2 separate regions of the Mus musculus genome follow, and region 2 is linked to region 1. Evidence: chromatin contacts called from public promoter capture Hi-C data. All regions are on one chromosome and are shown on one strand. Each heading gives the region's core, a stretch centred on a gene start, on an enhancer-like site or on the middle of the called end of the contact. The rest is flanking DNA. Distances are from core to core; before and after follow the strand shown. Region 1 holds the start of Iqsec3 (IQ motif and Sec7 domain 3). Region 2 holds the start of Slc6a13 (solute carrier family 6 (neurotransmitter transporter, GABA), member 13).

Region 1 (2,862 bases), core at 193-2,692:
TGCTATGTCTGTTGTTGATACCACTCCAAAATAAAAAAGAAATTAATGGTATTTGTAACGGAATGGAGGGACCACATACATATCAGACACAAGCAAGTATACATTATGTGACTTCGTTAATATTAGATTCCACAACAGGCAAAACTAATGTGTGTTTAGAGGAAGCAGATGAGTGCTTAGCTGGGGCTGGGGACAAGAAGTTGAACAGAGCAGAGGGGTGCTTATTACACGTAACAGTTTTTTTGTTTGTAGTGATGAGCGATCGGGTGTATACTGTCAAAATCCACGGAGCTGTGTAGTCAGAATGAGCGCACACTGTTGCATATGAATTATTACTCCAAATACCCTGAGACCTCATTTCTAGAGAAAAATCTAGCCCTAGCAGCCTTCCTGCCTTAATTTTCCTCCTGGCTGACCTAGTATAATGCTGCATCTAGTGGATGTTATGTGCAAAAACTGAAAAATTAACAGATAATTCCATGTTGATTCATGTCTCTGAGCTTCCAGGAAAACCCCTCCCTCCTCAAATGTTAATTCTTCCAAGAAGCATTCCGGAGATCCCCAGACTGGTGACTCCTACAACACTCTGATCACAGCTCTGTCTTACTCCCACCTTTCAAAATTAATTATTAAGTCTTTGATCCACTGCTTATAAGCTACAAGAAGCCAACAAATCCATCCTGGTAGTTTTTATTATATCATCTCCTAGTCCAGTATTTACTAATTGCATGTGCTTCCTAACTGTCAAAAAGAATGGTTGCTTCAGAAGGTTCTGGAAGCGGGAACCTCAGAGGTTCTATTTGGTTTCTGTTCCTGTCAGAGAGGTCCAAAGAGCCATGAGATCTCATTTCCAGAGAAAAATCCCTGCATGTGCAGCCTTCCTGCCTTAACTTACCCCCGCCAGAACTAAGCAACAGACACACGCCTTGTTCTCTAGGGTCTCATAACTGTTCACGGACATCCTACAGAGCAAATTGTTGAGCATCAAAAAGGCAGGTGTGTCTCCTCCCTAGAAGGTCTTAAAAATGGGCCCTGCCTCTGAGGTGCCTAGATACAGGAAAACGTGACTGTGACCTTTTAGAGCTGGGTGCCTGTACTTCTCTATGTCTTTGGCAGCTTCCTTTATTCTTCATCTTTCTCTGGCGGCTTCCTTTTTGTCTTAGTTCTATAGCACTTTCCCAGCGCTTCTGCTTGGGTTGGCTCTTCCTTCTTCCCTGGTAGGACTGATCTCCATCCTGGATTTTCATAGAGTATTTTGCTCGACCCAGCCTCTTCCCCTCTGCTCCCCATCCCCACCCGCCTCTCCTACGCCCCCGCGGGAAGCAGGGTTCCTCACGAAGCCCAGAGGTGGGAGGTGGGCCCTGGCGCCGGTCCGCCCCTCAGTGCGTGTGCGAATGCCTGTGTGGCGGTGACGCGCAGGCGACGGCGGGAAGGGGAGGGAGAGAGAGGGAGGGAGGCCACCGACCGCCAGAGCTGCTGGGCTGCTGGGCTCCTGCGCGCTCACGCTCCCCGCCGCCCGCCTAGGCGCAGGCAGGGCGCAGGCGGCGGCGGGCGGCATGGAGAGCCTGCTGGAGAACCCGGTGCGCGCCGTGCTCTACCTCAAGGAGCTCACGGCCATCGTGCAGAACCAGCAAAGCCTCATCCATACCCAGCGCCAGCGCATCGATGAGCTGGAGCGGCGTCTAGACGAGCTGAGCGCGGAGAACCGCAGCCTGTGGGAACACCAGCAGTTGCTGCAAGCCCAGCCTCCGCCTGGGCTGGTTCCCCCGCCGCCGTCTGCCCCACTGCCTGCTCCTGCAGTCACTGCTCCGGCCGCCGCTGCGGCCCAGGAACCGCTTCAGGACCACGGACAGCTCATACCCGCTTCACCGGAGCCGCCGCTTCAGCACCACGGTCAGCTCCTGGCGCAGCCCCAACCTGCACCCAGCAGCAGGGTTCAGACTCCTCAGTCGCCCCACCAGCACCCGGTGGCACCCGGGGCCATAGCTGACAAGGAGAAGGAGCGTCCCTCGAGTTGTTGTGCTGCCGCGGGAGCCCTGCTTCAACACGCATCCCCCGCCGCCCTCGGCAAGGGCGTCCTGAGCAGGAGACCCGAGTGAGTGGGGACAAGGAGGTGGGAGAAGCAAGTGGGTGTGAGGAAATGGGAAATCTGTGTGTAAGAGTGAAGGACTTGAGCACTGTGAAGTGAAGCGGGCAAAAATGCCTTGGGTAAAAAAATGTGTCAAGGAGAGTCCCGCAAAGGAGGGCTTGAGATCCGCGTTGGAAGGTCTGTGGTGGTTGGAGCCAAAGGAAGTATTTGGACCATCTTTGGAGCAAAAAATGAGAGGAATGGGCTTTAACTGGTTGGGGATAATGATAACTTCCAGAAATTAAGGGAGATAAAATTGGGAGGAAGTTGGGGGCAAAAAAATTAAGCCAAAGCAGGGGACCATTGAAGGATTTAAGCTAGGAAAAATTCGGAAGTGAGTTTGCATAGTACAACTGTTTAAATAAAGAGTGAGACACCAAAACAGACTTGATCAGGAAGTTTAAGCGCTTTATAGGGGCTGGGGTCCAGCAGCAAGGATTAGAGTGGGTAGGATAAAGCAAAGGACAGGAGGTGGGGGGGGAACGGGAACAGGCAGGGGAGCTGGATACAGGAAGATGAATGGTGGGAGACAGCGCTGCCCAGGGGAAGGAGCTGGCTCTTTATCTGATGCAGTGGGAGTCAGAGCCAGGAGTGGCTCACTTGGGAAAGCTTTCTCCCTTCTGACCCAAGTGAACATCTTTATGCTGAGCCTCTATAGTGCCAAGGCATACGCAGAAACAACCCTCCAGACTCCTGGATGTCTCTGTTTCAGCTTGAGGACTCACCTGGCTGGA
Region 2 (2,862 bases), core at 146-2,645, 170 kb after region 1:
CTTAGAAACACCCTATCCTAGACTGAGACTGAGACTGAGAATAAATTCGGATGTGTTTTAAACTTAATGAGCAGCTACCCTGGACTAAGCATTGCACACATGGTCATTTAATTCCTACACCAACCCTGTCATTGTTGAGAAAATGATGGTACATAAAATACCTGCAGCCGCTGCTCTGTTAAGTCAAGTCACTGTTGCCACCTAGGTAGTCAATCGTATGGAGACTTGAAGTCACTCTGCACTTACTGCTCTTTTGGTTCTACCAATGAGCTCTTGTTCGCTGCCTTGGTTTATCAACACACTTAATGTTAGTGACTCCTTCCTCGCTTTGTGCAATGGCTCCTCTTGTTTAGGTCTTTGTTTTAGTTTTTGTGTTTGTTTGTTTGTTTGTTTGTTTGTTTGTTTTGAGACAAGGTCTAATGGCCCAGCTTCTCCAAGGACTTGATCTATAACATAAACTTAAGGTGATTCCTGGGTGCTCAGACTGTGTAACTCAGGCCCTGTGGTTGATTTAGAGTGGCCTCTTTGTAGAGAACTAAGCAGGTGGGCTTTCTCCGAACCCCCAAACAAGTTCAGAGTATGGAACCTTCTCACCAGAAACCTCTCCAAGCCAGAGACTTCCCTTAGGTTCTATCTGCAACCCTAGGGACCAGAAAAGTCAGCCCAAAGGGCCAGGAATAGAAGACATCTCTGATTATTTGACAAGCTGGGGAGTGGGATCCAAATTCGCTGTGGACAAGAAGGTGAAAGTCAAGGTGTTGTTTCTCACCTGACTGACCTGATCTTCTCGGCCTCATGCTGATCCTGGCCTCGCTTCCTAACCATCACAGGGATGCCTTCCTGTGAGGCAAAGCCATCCCACTTGGCCTCATCCCCCTTCCAGCAACCAAGCAGTAACCTTCTGCCTCTTAGCCCCGTGCTTCTCAGGAGCAGTGGAGAAAGCACGGGTTCAGGCATGCCGGGTTCAGACCACAGCCGTCCCTAGCACCCTGCCTGACCCCTGAGGTTAATGAGTAACGCAGCCTTAGTTTGCTGGTCTGTGACAGTGGGAACATTGGCGTAGACTCAGCTGTGAGGCTTGAGTGGAGAGATGAATTCTATATTCACCCTGAAACTCAATCATTCTCCTCTCCAACTAGAATTCTCGACCCCTCCTCTGTCACCCTTAAGTCATGAGCCACCCCTTTCAGAATGTCAAGAGAATAGCAGAAAATGCTTGCACCTGCACACCCAGGAGCGAACCAAGAACACCATCCAGAGGACATCATGGTTGTAAATCCATGGATCCCACCAACCTACATTCTGAGGCCCAGAAACAGGAAAAAGAGAGAAAGAGCAGAGAATATTCCGAACCTTGGTGAAGTTTCTGCCTGAGGTCTTGTCGGAGAATTCTCCAGGGGGCCAGGGAAGGGGCTGGCTATTTAAAGCGTGGCTGGAGACCGCCCTGTGGTGCATGTAATCCTAAACTTGACCCGGCCCACATTCCGCCTCCTGCCTTCCCCCTCCCACGTTCTCCCCTCCCCCTCGGCCACCAGACAATCCGCACATGAGTGATTCCCTGGCCTGGGGACTCTGTCCGCCCTGGCAGTTCAGCCGGTTGCTTGTGATTCTACTACAGCATGTGTCTTGCCACAGCTTGTCTGCCCTTCCCCCTGACTCTGGGATCTCCATAAAGAGATCAGCCAGTTGCCCTGTCTTCCCACAACTCAAGGACTCCTGGGAAGCAGTCAGTAGTAGGTGCTTATTTGGTGAGGTGCTATTAGGATTAATTTAAAAGTATACCAACCTTATCGGGTTCCAAATGGCATTCTAGAAGGGACAATGATTTAGGAAAACAACAATAACCACACATTAGATTACTGAACTGTGAGAAGTCAGTAAAATATCCAACATGCACACAGACACACGCACGTATGTGCACACACAATGTTGAAACGTCTGGAAAAGGTTTCTGAGTTAATAGTGGTTGCACTCAGAACAGAGCTGGGTTAGGAAACGGTAGTTAAGGAGATTTTTCTCTTCCTTTTGAAGCTCCAGTATTGTTTGAATTCTTTGACAATGTTCGAGAACTTTTTTTTTAGCTGCAATCAATGAAATGCCAAGGTTTAAAGCAAAGTCATCAGGGAAGATTTGGCAATGGGAGGCAGACAGCTAGTCACAGGACTTTCTTTCCAGGCAGGGATGACCCTCGGAGGTGGCCGGCTGTTCCTTCAGCTGTGAGTCCCAAGACTAGAGCGCAGTCTTGGGTTCACCACCTGCTGCGAGGCAGTGCAGGGGGACACTGTGTAAGCTTTGGTGCCAGGCAGCACAGGGGCCAAGCACCACATCTGTCACTCGGGAGCTTGGAGTTTTGAGCAGAGCACACAGCTTCTGGAAACTCTCATTCTTGCAGCTATAAGATGAAGACAGTGTTGCGCACCTTGGAAAGTTGCAGGAGATTTCAGGAGAGAGTGGATCTGATAATGTAGCCAGTTCATGAATAGCTACTGATGCTGTTTAAGAATTATTCAGAATGAGCTTCTTGGAGACTTTTTTTTTAATAAAAAAGATTGTATCTTCTACTTTTATTTATGTGTATACGTCTGTGTATGTGTATATCTATGTGGGTGCCCTTGGAGGGCAGGAGAGGGTGTCAGATCCCCTGAGGCTGGACTTCCAAGCAGATGTGGGCCCACGTAGTGAGAGTGCTAGGACTCGAACCCAGGTCCTCTGGAAGGGCAACTAGAGTTCTTAACCACTGAGCCACCTCTCCAGCCTCTGGAAATTATTCTTGTGTTTCGGAAGCCTCTTTTCTTCTTCCTTCCTAACATCCATCTGTCTCATCTTATGGTGTGAAGAAAAAAGATTAAAGGATTCTCAAAG

Evidence for each region. Promoter capture Hi-C pulls out the DNA fragments that hold promoters and counts their contacts.
Region 2: a contact with region 1 is called in a promoter capture Hi-C map of stem cell-derived epiblast-like cells, with 2.6 times the contacts expected there. The contact joins the promoter of Slc6a13 here to the promoter of Iqsec3 in region 1. A contact is called at or near these places in 7 of 39 promoter capture datasets (the 3T3-L1 cell line, cranial neural crest, embryonic stem cells and 2 more) and 1 of 115 datasets of contacts at active chromatin or transcription factors (forebrain).

Annotation. Positions count from the first base shown.
Region 1 is chr6:121,472,258-121,475,119 of GRCm38.p6, reverse strand. Iqsec3 (IQ motif and Sec7 domain 3) reads left to right here and starts at 1,442. Exons shown (of 14, transcript NM_001033354.3): 1 at 1,442-2,095. The coding sequence starts at 1,557.
Region 2 is chr6:121,298,821-121,301,682 of GRCm38.p6, reverse strand. Slc6a13 (solute carrier family 6 (neurotransmitter transporter, GABA), member 13) reads right to left here and starts at 1,395. Exons shown (of 15, transcript NM_144512.3): 1 at 1,354-1,395.